2 separate regions of the Callithrix jacchus genome follow, and region 2 is linked to region 1. Evidence: chromatin contacts called from public Hi-C data. All regions are on one chromosome and are shown on one strand. The core of a region is the stretch at or near the end of the contact, and the rest is flanking DNA. Distances in the headings are between cores, read along the strand shown.

Region 1 (6,604 bases), core at 2,525-5,024:
CCTGGACTTAACCTTGGAAGCAGAGACACAGCTCTTTAGGCTGGAGCAGTCCATGAGCTACCCAGTGAAACTCATTCCTCTTTGCCTTGGTCTGGGTCTCTCCATCTCCCAGCCAGGCTGGGAGCTGGTTTTATTTGCATGGGTGAGGCTCAGCGTGCCCAGGCCTGTGGGCCTCACCCTCTGGTCTGGCCTCAGATTCTTGCAGGGATGAAGCATCTCTGCCCAGCTGGCTGGGGCAATGGCACCACTAGAGGGAGCCCGTCTCGCTAGGGGAGGGAGGATCCTCGTCTCACCTCCTTTCCCTCCCTCTCTGCTTTGAAATCCTCATCCATCTATACCAAGAGGGGTTACCTTTCCATCCCCCCACTGCCAAGATCTGCCAGCACTTAATCTGTCACCATCTACCACCTACGTCAGCTTAGCTGCTAACCTATTCTTTTTCTTTTCTTTTCTTAGACCAGGTCTTGATCTGTCACCCAGGCTGGAGTGCAGTGGTGTGATCTCAGTTCACTGCAGTTTCTACTCCCTGGGTTCAAGTGATTCCCATGCCTCAACTCCTGAGTAGCTGGGACTAGAGGTGCCCACCACACCTGGCTAATTTTTGTAGTTTCAGTCGAGGTGGGGTTTTGCCATGTTGGCCAGGCTGGTCTCGAACTCTGGCCTCCAGGGATCCACCTGCCTTGGCCTCCCAAAGTGTTGGGATTACAGGCTCGAGCCACCACACCTGGCCCTATTAACCATATTCTTAAAGCAAAAACAAAGTTTTCTTTTCTTTCTTTTCTTCTTTTTTTTTCTCCTCCTCCTCCTCCTTCTTTTCTTCCTTTCAAAGTATCTGTTCTGGAAATTGCTCTAATAACACATGGCTGTTATAGACTGAGCTTTTCCTAAGTTTGGACCCAAATGCTTCTTGCTTCAGTTAAGAATTGTGAATTGTTTCTTCTTTTCTCTCTCTTGCAGATATCACCTTCATATTCCTTTTTGTACATGGCTCTAGAGATTGTTCATTAAACACCTTTACATGTATTATGGCATCTCATCAGTCCCTAGAAACGTACCTGTCCACCTCTCTGACCTCATGTCCCTCGACCAGCTGGCTGCGCTGCCTTCTTTCCTTCCCTCCAACATGTCAAACCGATCCCCACCTGGGAGCCTCGGCACCCGCTGTTCCCCCTGTTTGGGAGCACTCTCCTCCTATTTCCACACACCTGGCTCCAACGTCTTGATTAGCCTGTGTCACCTCCTCAGAGAGGCTGTGCCTAACTGCTCCACCAGCTCCCCCGCCCCTCCACACTCTTACTTTTCTTTACAGCACCCGGCACTACCTGAAACACGTTTGTTTATGTATCTGCTTATGTATTGCTGGTCCCCGGCTGCTGCATAAGCCCTGGGAGCAGACTCTGGCTATTGTGTTTTCCACTCCCTCCTAGAACCTTTCTGGCATGATAGGAACCCAGTATTTCCTGAAATAAATGCATGTATAAAAAACATTGAGGGATAAACAACAGAGGTGTAATTGATTTCTGCTTCAGCTACCAGCCCAGAGCTTTCTTCTGAGCTCCCCCAATTCAGCGTGTCCAGACTTGGAGTCATCGCTTCTTGGTTTCGTCTTTTCTAGAAATACTGCCAATGCAGAGCCCTCAGAGATACCCTCACCGTTTCTTCTCTCACGCCTCCCCGTGGGTCCTGTTAATTCTCCTCCCAAATATCTCTCAACCCACCTTCTTCTCATCATCCCCATGGCCATGGACTCTCATTTGCATTATTGTAGAAGCTTCCCGACTGATCTTCCTGCCTCCAGGCCATAATGCTGCAAGAGTGCTTTTTTCTAGAATTCAGATTTGGTCATATTAAAAACTTTGCATGTTTCCCATCGTTTACAGGATAACATCTAAATTCCTTATCTGGGCACGTAAAGGACGTCATAGTCTCACTCCTGGCTCCCTTCTTAGCCTCACCTCCCATAGTCCCCAGCTGGCTCTTTAGCCTTCTCCTCTAGCCATACCAAGTTGCTTGTGGTTCTCTCAACATTCGCCTCCCTTCCATGCATCTGGGCCTTTGCAGGTGCCAGTTTCTCCTTACATGGTTCGTGCCCATCTGAGGACACTTGTTCTTCCTTCAAGCCCTGCCCATGACATCACCTCTGCAGAGCTCTGTCTGTGTATTGCAGTTAATCGCTTATACTTGTGTCATTTTCCACTAGATCAGGAACTCTCCAACTGGAGCATGTATCACAATCACCGGAGGGCTTGTTGGAGCACAGATGGCTGGGCCCTACCCTAGCGTTTCTGATTCAGAGGGTCTTGAACGTGCATTTCCAACATATTCTCAGGTTATGCTGCTGTGGCTGCTCTGGGGCCCATACTTTGAGAACCAGTAGTCCAGACTGAAAACTCATCAAGGGCAGGCGTAACACGAGGAGGCTGTAAAGTCCAGAGACATAGGCAATATTGTTAATTATCAACCAGCCATGTATTCTGTGTTCACATACATTTCCAGACCTGATGGCCTTTCTGTATATCTCAGCAGCAGCCGCCCCTCTAGAAACTAAGTGCTTTAACATTGACTCCTCACCATGCCTTTATGAGGAGGTCCTATCATCCCTGTTTTAGGAAATAATGGGAAAACTGGGACTTATTATTCTATGTCACACACAAGGCTTGTATTAGTAGAAAGCAAGCAGGGAGGCAGCCTCGCGTGTGCCTGATTTCACAGGCTGCGCTCTCAGCATGATGGCATGGCTGCCTCCCAGCCTCCTCAGCACCTCGCTTGGACAAAGAAGGTGCTCAGTGAGTTCTTACTGAATGAGTGAGTGAATGAATGAACGGCTGGCTCACTGTTCGTTCCTGTGTTCCCAGTTCCCACAAAAGCTTATGACATTTGGTTGGTGGGTGAGTTAGAAACCCAAACGATTCCAGAAATGGATTCCAAGTAATAGTTAAATCCAGACAACTTGGGGAGCTATTTTGTTTCTTTTAGTGTGGACTAGGGAAATTTCAATGAGCAAATGTTGACGTCTGCCCAGGAGCAGACAAGTATGTTAATTTCGTGTCAACAAGCCCTTTCTTTCAGGGTATTTAAGAAGTGACCCTCATGGTATTCACAACAGACGTGTTGCTCAAGTGCGCCTGAGGTTCTGAAGGTGTCATTTACTGGGAAGAGTGGTGGGAGGAGGAGGGAATAAGTGAAGGATGAAACATGGGAGAAACGCATCTCCAGCCTGCATGCACTTACCGTATAAATCCACAAGAGGGCTCCAGAGCACAAGGATGGCCCCACAAGGCCTTTCAGGGGTTTGCTCGCAGAGTGTCTCAGGCTGATGGCGCTTTCCCGGAGGTGACAGGGCCCCTTTCCCATCCCCTGCCACATCCCAGCCATAGTGGGTCTGGTAGCTGTCTTTCTGATGCTTAAAGATCTAGCTCTGTAACACCCATTCCGGCCCAACAGGAAGTCTTCCCCGCCCCCTTGTCCCCTTCCCCCGTTCCCGTTGAAGCCGCCAGCGGTGAAACTTGCCAGTTCTGTCCCCAGGGGCGCCTCTCCCCTTCTCCAAGGTTGGCAGGGAGGGAGACGTGACAGGACGCTTTCTGAGAGCCACGCCCCTGATAACCCGCTTCCCAAGCGGGGCCCCGGCGGCTCCTCCACCGAGGGAACCCCACCCCGCCGTCCGTCTTGTTCTGCTCTGAACGCTTCCTCCAGGAAGGTGCGAGAACGTGCAGGCAGGCAGTCCGCCCTCAGCCCTGGCGCGCCCACGGGCTGCTCGGCTGTCCTTGAGGGCCAGCGGGGAGGCAGAGATCAGAACCCAGCCCTCTGCCCCGGGTGCTCCAGGCTAGGCGGTGAGGCCCCCGTGAGTCCTCCAAGGCTGTGCTGGGTCTCAGGGAGTCATCAACACAGACCCCAACCCGAACTGCGAGACCTTGGAGGAGGGGGCGCCCTGGGAGGGGCGGTGGAGCCGCCGAGAGCTGTTCTGCTGTCTCCAGAAGGCAGACTGGGCAGAGTCCAGGAGTCCTGGGAAAGCAGTTTAGGTATAGTGACCTGGCTAGCCCTGCCCTTAGAAAGGCAGGTAACACCCCAGAACGGTAAAGAAGGAGGCGGCCGAAGAGAAAAGGCATTGAATGTGCTGGGTTTCAAAGAAGCCCATTTGCAGGTGGGGAAAACGGGCTCAATAGTCAAGTAACTTCTTCAAAGTCACTGAGTTACTCAGGGATGGAGCTGGGCTTCCAAGTTTACACAGATCATCAAAGATAGTTTATCATTAGCCAGGCATGGTGGCTCACACCTATAGTCCCAGCTACTCAGTAGGCCAAGGCAGGAGGATTGCTTGAACCTGGGAGTTGGAGACCATTCTGGTCAACATAGCAACACTCTGTCTCTACAACAGATAAAACATTTAGTTGTATATGGCTGTGTGCACCTGTAGTACCAGCTACTTGGGAGGCTGAGGAGGGAGAATCACTAAAGTCCAGGTATCAGTGGAGGCTGCAGTGAGCTAGTTCTTCCTTTGCTGCCCCCACCCCCTGGGTTGGTATGCTCTGCAAGGGAGAGAGACCCATGGGGATGCAGTTGCACTGAATAGGGAGTGAGCCAGTCAAGTTGGTGGCCACCAAGGCTGTATGGTAGGGAGTGGGGATGGCACCAGAAGGGTGGGGAGGACCCTTGTGTTTGGAGACCATGAGTAGGTGCCTGGGAAGCTTGGACTTGATCCTCTGAGCAATGGGGGCCAGAGATTGTAGAGCACAGACAGGATCACAGAGGTGCTTTCTGTGGAATCCTCCCTCCCTCATGCCACCCCACACATTCCCCATTGGAGTTGTTTGAATGAGGCTCGCTTCTCCCTTCTTCTGGGCTCGCAGAGCAAGACTTTAGATTTGTCAATAAAGGGAATTTATTTTCTCTGCTCCCTCCACCTCACCTGGCCCTGCTGCAGCTCCAAGATCTTCACGCTACCGCCTCTCTTCCACCTTGATCCCCCCATAAAGGCATGCACCTCACACCCACCCTCCCTTCGGCCTCTCATGCCCCTAGAGCCTCCCATATCCCCCAGAAACATTCACACGTCTGGTTCAGGCTTCTCAGAGGATCTGTGGGACTTGTCTGCAGCCCTTGCCCTCTGTCTGCCAGAGAGGAAACCCGCCCAGCAGGCCCATCTGTTGGTCGCCTTGCCTTTTCCAGCTGCCAGAGGATTATGGGGGCCGGGACTGGGGTCTCTGTCCCCCTCCCTGGCCTCCCTCTGGGATGCTATAATCTCTTGCTCCAATTCTCCTTTACTCCATTGGCTTCTCAGGGTCAGAGACCCCAAGAGCCCCTCATCTTGGCTGATTGAAAGCAGACTCTCCCCCTGCCTGCACCTGGCAGCCTTGCCAAGTCCTGGAGTGCCAGGGCAGGTGAGTTGGGCTGGGTCGGTTCTGCCTGGCACTGGGCCCTCATCCACAACTTGTCTGCCTTTTCAGCAGAGCAGCTTTCCTGTAGTCAACACGGGGCTGGCCTGGCATCTCAGCTGGGCAGGGGAACAACGGGAGGTGACCGAGGGTCCCCCTCCCCAAGGGGGTTGGTGAGCTGCGCCTGCCGCCCTAACCCCAGATTCCCAGCTCCGGCCTGGCCTGCTCTGGGGTGGGAGGGATGGTCCTTTTGGTAGCTCTCTAGGTCCCTGCCTTCCCCCAACGCTGTTGTGTGTGTCGGCGGGGAGTGGAGCCACTGCCCCCACACCAACCAGCCAGCTCCGCCCAGGCCCTGGGAGGGAAGTCTGTGCTCCTGTACCTTCCATGGCACATTCCTTTGCAGGTAAGGACTTCAGGTGGTAAAAATGATAAATATACTCAGATCACACTAAGAGAGACCCACTGGTATCGGAGGGGAGAGGCTTAATTTTCTAATCAAGTTGTTCTAACAATAAACAAAAAAAAGCAATTATCATGTGAGCGTGGCCTTGCAGACACCCTCTCTCTAGGCCCCACTTCTTGACATAGTTCTGTATTCAGAAGTGACCCCAGAAGCTCATCTGGTCCAGTCTCCAGTTTCCAGGTTTAAGGGGCAGGGGGGATGGAGACCAGTGAGCCTGCCTAGAGGTTTAGGTGGGAATCTTTTTTTTTTTCCATCTTTCTGATCCTGTTCATGAAATCGTGTTTTTCTGACACTTGCCCATTGTCGCACAGAATCCGTGGATAGAGGGAAACCGAGGCAGAAAGCAATCTTTGTTTAAGCAGAAGCAGGACTGCGACTCCATTTTCGGAGGCCCTTCCTTCTGCCTCTGACCCTGAATAATGCAGAACCCAGGTACCCCGCAGCTTGGCTGGCATCCTTGCTCAAGGTGATCAGGGACCAGTTTGGGTTGAGGTCTAGGAGAAGATCCTGGCATCTCCTCGTGGGTGCCAACCCTCTCCAAATGTTATTTCTCTAAATTCTCTGCACTGAGGTGGGGGTGGGGGATGGGGAGGCCCTGGGTCCCCAGCCAAGCCCTCTTGACACCTAGAGATGTGCCCCTCTCTGGAGTGGACAGCCACAGAGCCGAAAGGTGACCACCAGGCTGGCTGGGCGAGGCCCCACACATGATTCCCCTGGGCAGTTTCTGGCTCCCTGCAGTCTCTGGTGGGGGACTCTAAGAATGCAGTTC
Region 2 (6,604 bases), core at 2,266-4,765, 140 kb before region 1:
TTTTGTATAGCCTTCCTCTCAAGGATATCAGAGGCAGCTCCACCCCATATGCCTGGGTCCCATCTCCCTCCTATTCATCTTGCTCTCTTTGGTCTTACTCTGCAGCATATTAACATGTTTAAGCCTTTCTCATCCTAAAAGGAAAAAACAGGCCAGGCGCGGTGGCTCACGCCTATAATCCCAGCACTTTGGGAGGCTGAGGCAGATGGATCATGAGGTCAAGAGATCGAGACCATCCTGGTCAACAAGGTGAAACCCCGTCTCTACTAAAAATACAAAAATTACCTGGTCATGGTGGCGCACGCCTGTAGTCCCAGCTACTTGGGAGGCTGAGGCAGGAGTATTGCTTGAACCCAGGAGGCAGAGGTTGCGGTGAGCCGAGCTCGTGCCATTGACCTCTGGTCTGGGAAACAACAGCGAAACTCTGTCTCAAAAAAAAAAAAAGAAAGAAAAAAAAGAAAAAACAAAAATCTCCCCTTTTATCCTGCATTCCACTCTATCCACTGCCTTATATTTCTTCTTGTCTTAAATTGCCCAGCTTCTAGAAAAAGCATGTCTCTTTTATTCCAGATCCAGGTTCCTGCATTCACTTGCTGACCAAGAATTTATTGAGCACCAGCTTTGAATCAGGCAATAAATTAGGCCTAGAACCCACTGGAGGCTAGTTTAACTATGATCACTCTCACTCCATGAGCACCAGTGACTTTCTTGCCCATCCAAAGGGATTTTCCAGCCCTAACCTCCTGGAGGTTCCTGCTGCCCTTGTTATCCAGTCAATCTCTTTTTTTTGAGACAGAGTCTCACTCTGGCTTCCAGGCTTGAGTGCAGTGGTGTGATCTCAGCTCACTGCAACCTCTGCTTCCTGGGTTCAAGGGATTCTCCTGCCTCAGCCTTCTGTAGCTGGGACTACAGGTGTGTGCCACCACGCCCAGCTAGTTTTTTTTGTATTTTAAATAAAGACAGGGTTTCACCATGTTGGTCAGGCTAGTCTCAATCTCTTGACCTTGTGATAAACCCACTTCGGCCTCTCAAAGTGCTGGGATTACAGGCGGGAGCCACCATGCCTGGCCTATCCAGTCATTCTCTTCTGAGACTCTCCCACCCTAGTTTCTGACAGTCTGTGGCCTCCAGTTTTTCTCTTACCTCTCTGGTTGTTTCTTCTTTCCTCCTTCTGCCCATCTGGATGATCTCATACAGACTTATGACTTCACTGACCACCTATAACCTGCAGAATCCAAAGCTGCTATCACTTGTCCACTCCCCGATTTCAGTTGAGTTTCGTAGGTTTGCTGTCTACTAGACACCCCCATCTAGACATTCCACAGACACCTCAAACTCAGCATGTTCAAAATCAAACTTGGGATCCCTCCCCTAACATCTGGGCCCTGTCTTACTAGTTGTCCCTAACTTAGGTAATGGTACTGCCTACCAACAAGTCCTAAGGCTTCTAATGGGGAGTCATTCTAGAGCCCTCTCTTTCCCTAATTCCCTGCAGTTTATATATTATCAAATATTATTGATTTCTCTTCATAAGTATCTCTTGTATCTACCCAGTTTTTTTTTTTCCCCACTGTCACAGCTCTGGTATGGTTTTGAGATTTCCTGATTTCCCACCTGGAATGTAGCCACGGCTTCTCTGTCGAGCTCCCAGGCTGCACTCTTGACCTGTGTTATTAGGTCCTGGCAGAAAGCAAATGGCACATTGCACTTGAGGAGTAATTTGAGGAAAGGTTAAAAAATAAGGAGAGAATTTATAAAAGGTGGAGGGGTATAGGAAAACCTCAAGAAATAATGTACTATCTGCTGGGGCCAGTAGCAAATCAATGTTTCTACCCCCTAGGCCTGAGAAGTCAGAGGAGGAGAGTGATTATCTGAATCAAGAGAGAGGGAGGGGAGAGAGAATCACCTGTGGAAGCTGTGACCTTTGGTTGAGGGTGGCAGCCAGTGCACTGTGACTCCAAAGGGAGGGATCCTGAAGAATAAATGTCCAGTTTTCCCTGACCTCCCTCCCTATTCAATCTCCAGCCATGGCTCCCATTGGCCAACTCCTTCTAGGAAGCCAGAGGGCCAGGAAGATTTGGAGGGGTGTAGTGAAGACATGGAGTGCATCCTCCAAATTCTTCTCTGTAATAGGCGAGGAAGTTTTTTACTGGTCATACTACTTCCCAGCTCCATTTGTGCACAGCAGGTTCTCTGTCACCTGCAAAACCTAAACTTTTTGGCATGCTCCGTTTCTCTCCCTTTTTTTGAGACCAAGTCTTGCTCTGTAGCCCAGGCTGGAGTGCAGTGGCATGATCCTGACTCACCACAACCTCCACCTCCAAGGTTCCAGCAATTCTCCTACCTCAGCCTCCAGAGTAGCTGGGATTACAGGCACGTGCCACTGCACCTGTCTAATTTTTTGTATTTTTAGTAGAGACAGGCTTTTTACCATGTTGGCCAGGCTGGTCTTGAACTCCCGACCTCAGGTAATCTGCCTGCCTCAGCCTTCCAAGGTGTTAGGATTACAGGCGTGAGCAACTGCACCCTGGCATCTCTTACCCAATTTTTTTCTTACCAAAATGTATGATAAAGCCTGTGGTTTGATCCTTCACTCAGCTACCCGGGCCTACTTCCTGGGAGTTCTCACCTTCAGACTCTTCACTCCAGCAGCATGGAACCACCAGTGGCCCCTGCCTGTATCAATCTGTTCTCTCAGGCTTCTGAGCTTGACCTGATGACAGACTTAGAGTAAGCTGTCATAAATATTTGTATGGTGAACAAGTGGCGAATGCATTCACGGACAGGTCTTTTAACCCCTGTGGTTCCTGAAATCAGGAATAACATCATATACATTATGACATATGTGCAGAGCTGGCGGCCTTCAGTTAATTATCAAGATATTTCACTTACATTCTCTCCTTTGATCATGATGAAAGCCCTGCGTGATAGGTGAGGACGCTACTGTTGATGTTTGAGCGTGAAGTGGACTACTCAAAGTCACAGGCACTGGGTACAGAAGGGACTGTAGGAGCAGAAAGGGGGGAGTGATCCCTTTCCTCCCCATCATAAGAGTCACAGCCGATACTGCTATAACAAAAGACCAGTAAACAAGAAAGAAACCTAACAAATGTATTTAATCATAGTTTTACTTGAAAGGCTGAGAACCAGGTGTTAATCTTCATAGCCTGTGGAGAAAGAAGAAACGAGGGCAGTGGAGGAAAAAACGATTCACGTTTTTAGGAAAAGGTACTTTGAGATCAGGGATCGTTGGTACAATGCAAACCAAATGCAAACGAGGAGCTGGCCAACTCATGGTTTCTTTTGGGTGGAGCCTTTAGGAAAATTCTTCCAGAGAGCAATGCTCGAAGTAAGGTATTTAGAGTAGAAATTTTAAATATAACATATTGCATGGAAGGTTTTTTTCTCCCTACCCTAGTTGGGTTGGAGGATCCTCTGTCTCCCCTCCCCACTTAGGTTGACTGCTATTTTCTGGGTCACAGCTTGGAAGATCCACCTGGACGAATACAAAAACGAGACTCCCCTTCCAGAGAGGAAGGAAGGAGACAGACGAATGAGATTGAGCGTGTAAAGGCCAGAGACAGCCTCTCTCTACCCCCGCCTCACCCTCAAGGTAGGGGCTCCTCAGAACATCGCTACCGTAATTATGGGGGAAATTCCTGAAACGGATAACTGGACCTCGGCACCGTCATTTCTAGCAGAATGATTGCGCTTTCCTCTGACCCAAGCTAAGGGGTGCCAGCAGGGGAAAGTAACGACCATCCGCAAAAACCCTCACCCAAGTGGGGAGTAGAAATCCCGGCTCTTGGGTTGCAGAGCTCAACTTGACGCTAGCGCGTTTCTCTACCCCCACGCAATGGCAAGTGGGGAGGGAGTCGGAGGGGAGAGGAGAAGAGGAGAGAAGGAAAGAAGGGGGAAGGGGAGGGGAGAAGCCGAGGGCGGCCTGGGTTCCAGCAGCCGCCCCGCCCTCCGGCTCGCGGCGGATTCGGCGCTGCGGCTGGAGCCGGCGGCCGGGCGGCTGCCTGTCCAGGCTGGGTCTGGCCGAGCCTCGCGTCGCCGTGCAGTGCGCCGGGTGTCCGGGAGATGGCTTCCCCTCTCTCGCCCGCTGCTCCCGCTATTGTCTCACCCGGGGTGGCCTGACTCTGCGAGCTCGCGCACGCTCTCGGCGGAGAGCACCCCTCCCCGCCCCCCAAGCTGGTCCTTGCACCCTTTGCTACCTCTCCCTCTCCTCCTTGGACCCCAGGGTCGGCGCGGAGCCTGGAGAGGGGAGCGGCCCGGGAGCGGGCGGCGTGCGGCCGGCCAGCTCCCCTCGCGCTGGTGCAAGAGGCGCTTGGAGCCGCAGAGCGAGCCCGGGAGGCGCGGAGCGAGCAGCCCACGTCGCTGGGCACAAGGCACGTCGGGTGTTGCAGCAGAGCCCGCAGCTAGCGCAGGTAGGACACGCACCCAGCCGGTTGCACCGGCCCCCGGGTCTGCAAAGTGCCCCCAGAGTGGAGGCAGCGGAGGTCAGGAGGCTCTCCCTCCAACATGGCAAGAGCGGAGGTGCAACAATGGAAGCGGCGGAGGGTTCCAGGCGGCGGGCTGAGCGGCGGACGCCGTGGGAGCCTGAGCTTCTGCCGGCCGCGCAGAGCAGGTTGCCCCTCACCCCACGCCACTGCACTCCAGCAGCTTCAGGGCCTCTGGGGCTCCAGGCACCCGCGTCCCCACCCCCTTCTCGCTAAACACACTTCCTGGCTCCCAGCTGCTGGGCGATCTGAACCAGCCAATGCCTTTGGGGTTTGTTTATTTAAGATGAGAAATAAAAAAAGCAAAACCTGTCCTGTGATGGGGGTAGTGCCTTCCGTGGATTGGGTGAGAAGTCGGCATCTAGCCTGGGGAATGTGTACGTTTCTTAGCCGGGCGGAGGGTAGAACTGCCTTCTCCCTTATAAGGACACTGCAGCAAAAGCAGACTGAGAGCTTGCAAGAGGGAGAGGGACCCTCAGGCCTGAGTTCGCGGGTGCCCCGAGAAGGCGCTGCCCTCCTGGCCTATACTTGTCTCTCATTTTCAGCTCCCGACAGCGGTGACTTTGAGGTTGGAGGAAGCAATCGCAGCAGGAAGCGCAAGCAAGGCTGCCAAGCTGGTGTGGGGAGGAGCAGGGTGGGGAGCCCAGGGGCTTGGCAGGCTCCTGGCTTGTGGGAAGAGGTTACCAAAGGTATGGGGTTAGTGCACACACCCTAGTTGGCCGATGTTGAAGAGTGTGTGTGTGAGATCTGCCTTTGCTCTTGCTCCTTCAGGCCTGCCTTCTCTCCATCTCCACCCTCTTCTGGGGTCTTCGCAGCTTCCCGTCAGGCCTGGGATGGAATCGCTATACTGTCTCTGGCAGCCCTCTTGGGCTGTTTTTTCTCAACTCTGTTGGAAAGTTTTGTACCCTGGGCTGGCTGGTCCCAGCATGGCACCAGATTCTTTAGCAGGCAGCTACCCAGGGTCCAAGAAGTGGGCCAATGCTGCCCCTCCTCCTCACTCTAAACTACCTATTTGGGATATGGCCAGGCAGATGTAAGCAATTTGCACTAAATTCCAACCCTGAATCAGTGCTGAATGAAAACTTACTCTGTTGCTGCATTCGGCCTTGGGAAGATTTTAGGAAGAGAAATGGCCCAAAGGGTGGCAATGCAGACCCCAAATACTTCCCTCTCCCCAACTTTAGCTGTGGATCCCAGAGCAGAGAGGCAGGGAGCCTTTGGAATCCCAGCTCCTCCAGAGCCTGGCTGTCCCATCTTGAGGTTGTGTCCATGGAAAAATTAAGACGAGGCACATTTTATAGCTCTGTTTGGCAGCCAGCATCTGAAAAGACGGTGGTTCTGAGCTGGAGCCCTAGACCCAGGCTGTGGCTCTCTTCTTTGGCCTTTGGGTGAGCCCAAGGTTTGATTTCCATGACTCTGAGCTTACTGCTGAGTGTGCATGGGTGTATATGGCTGAATCTGATCAAGCTGTCAGGACTGGCTGCTTGTCCATTTCCTTCTTCACTGGAAGCATGAGGGAGAAAGGGCCAAGGGGGTGTGCTGGGTGAGGAAGGGTCAGTTTTTCTGGGGACTTGGGCTGTTCCTGGGGGAGCCCCTTTGGGCTTCCTCAGTGGTCTGGAATGCCTTTGGTCTATGTCATGACCTAGTATGCTCTGGCAGATACTCTATACCCTCATGGGCCTTTGGTCCCCTCTTGGTGGTGTCCCCACTCCTCCTATGCCTGGTGCTTTGCATCTGTATCATGTCTGTGGTCCTTCAGCCTGCATAGCCCTGCCTGGACCAGCAGGGAGGAAAATGAGGAGGTCTCTGTTCCCTTGAGGGGCATGTCACTAGCCATAAGGTTCAGGCTCCTCATATTCCCAGGAGGTGAACTTGGACATCATAATGTGAAGTAGTAGACAAAACAGTGCCCTGGTGTGACTTTCTTCTTAGCTATGTGAGCTTGGACAGTTTGTGAACCTAAGATTTAGTTTGCATCTTTGTAAAATGGAGGTGGGAGAGTAGCCATGGTTTGCAGGATTAATAATGTAATACTGCTTACCAAGAACTGAACAAAATCCTGTGTGCAAAAGTACCCTGAAAACTGCAGAGTACTTTACAAA

What was found. Hi-C and Micro-C count contacts between places; a contact is called where the count stands out from the background.
Region 2: a Hi-C map of skeletal muscle shows a contact between it and region 1, with 3 times the contacts expected there. The contact joins the promoter of PIK3C2B here to the enhancer-like site in region 1. A contact is called at or near these places in 2 of 3 Hi-C or Micro-C datasets (induced pluripotent stem cells and skeletal muscle).

What each region holds. Positions count from the first base shown.
Region 1 is chr19:31,639,486-31,646,089 of calJac240_pri, reverse strand. All of the region lies in intron 3 of PLEKHA6 (pleckstrin homology domain containing A6), which reads left to right. Among named protein-coding and RNA genes, the nearest start is that of PLEKHA6, 15 kb to the left of the region's middle. Within about 2 kb of position 3,774, at least 8 of the 16 cell types and tissues checked have an H3K27ac peak or open chromatin away from gene starts, as enhancers often do. A contact at or near this core is called in skeletal muscle, where this site is marked.
Region 2 is chr19:31,782,023-31,788,626 of calJac240_pri, reverse strand. PIK3C2B (phosphatidylinositol-4-phosphate 3-kinase catalytic subunit type 2 beta) reads left to right here and starts at 3,515. Exons shown (of 34, transcript XM_035281112.3): 1 at 3,515-3,613; 2 at 4,244-4,430. It overlaps LOC144580397 (a long non-coding RNA gene), which reads right to left and starts at 3,525. Exons shown (of 2, transcript XR_013529848.1): 1 at 3,414-3,525; 2 at 3,111-3,167.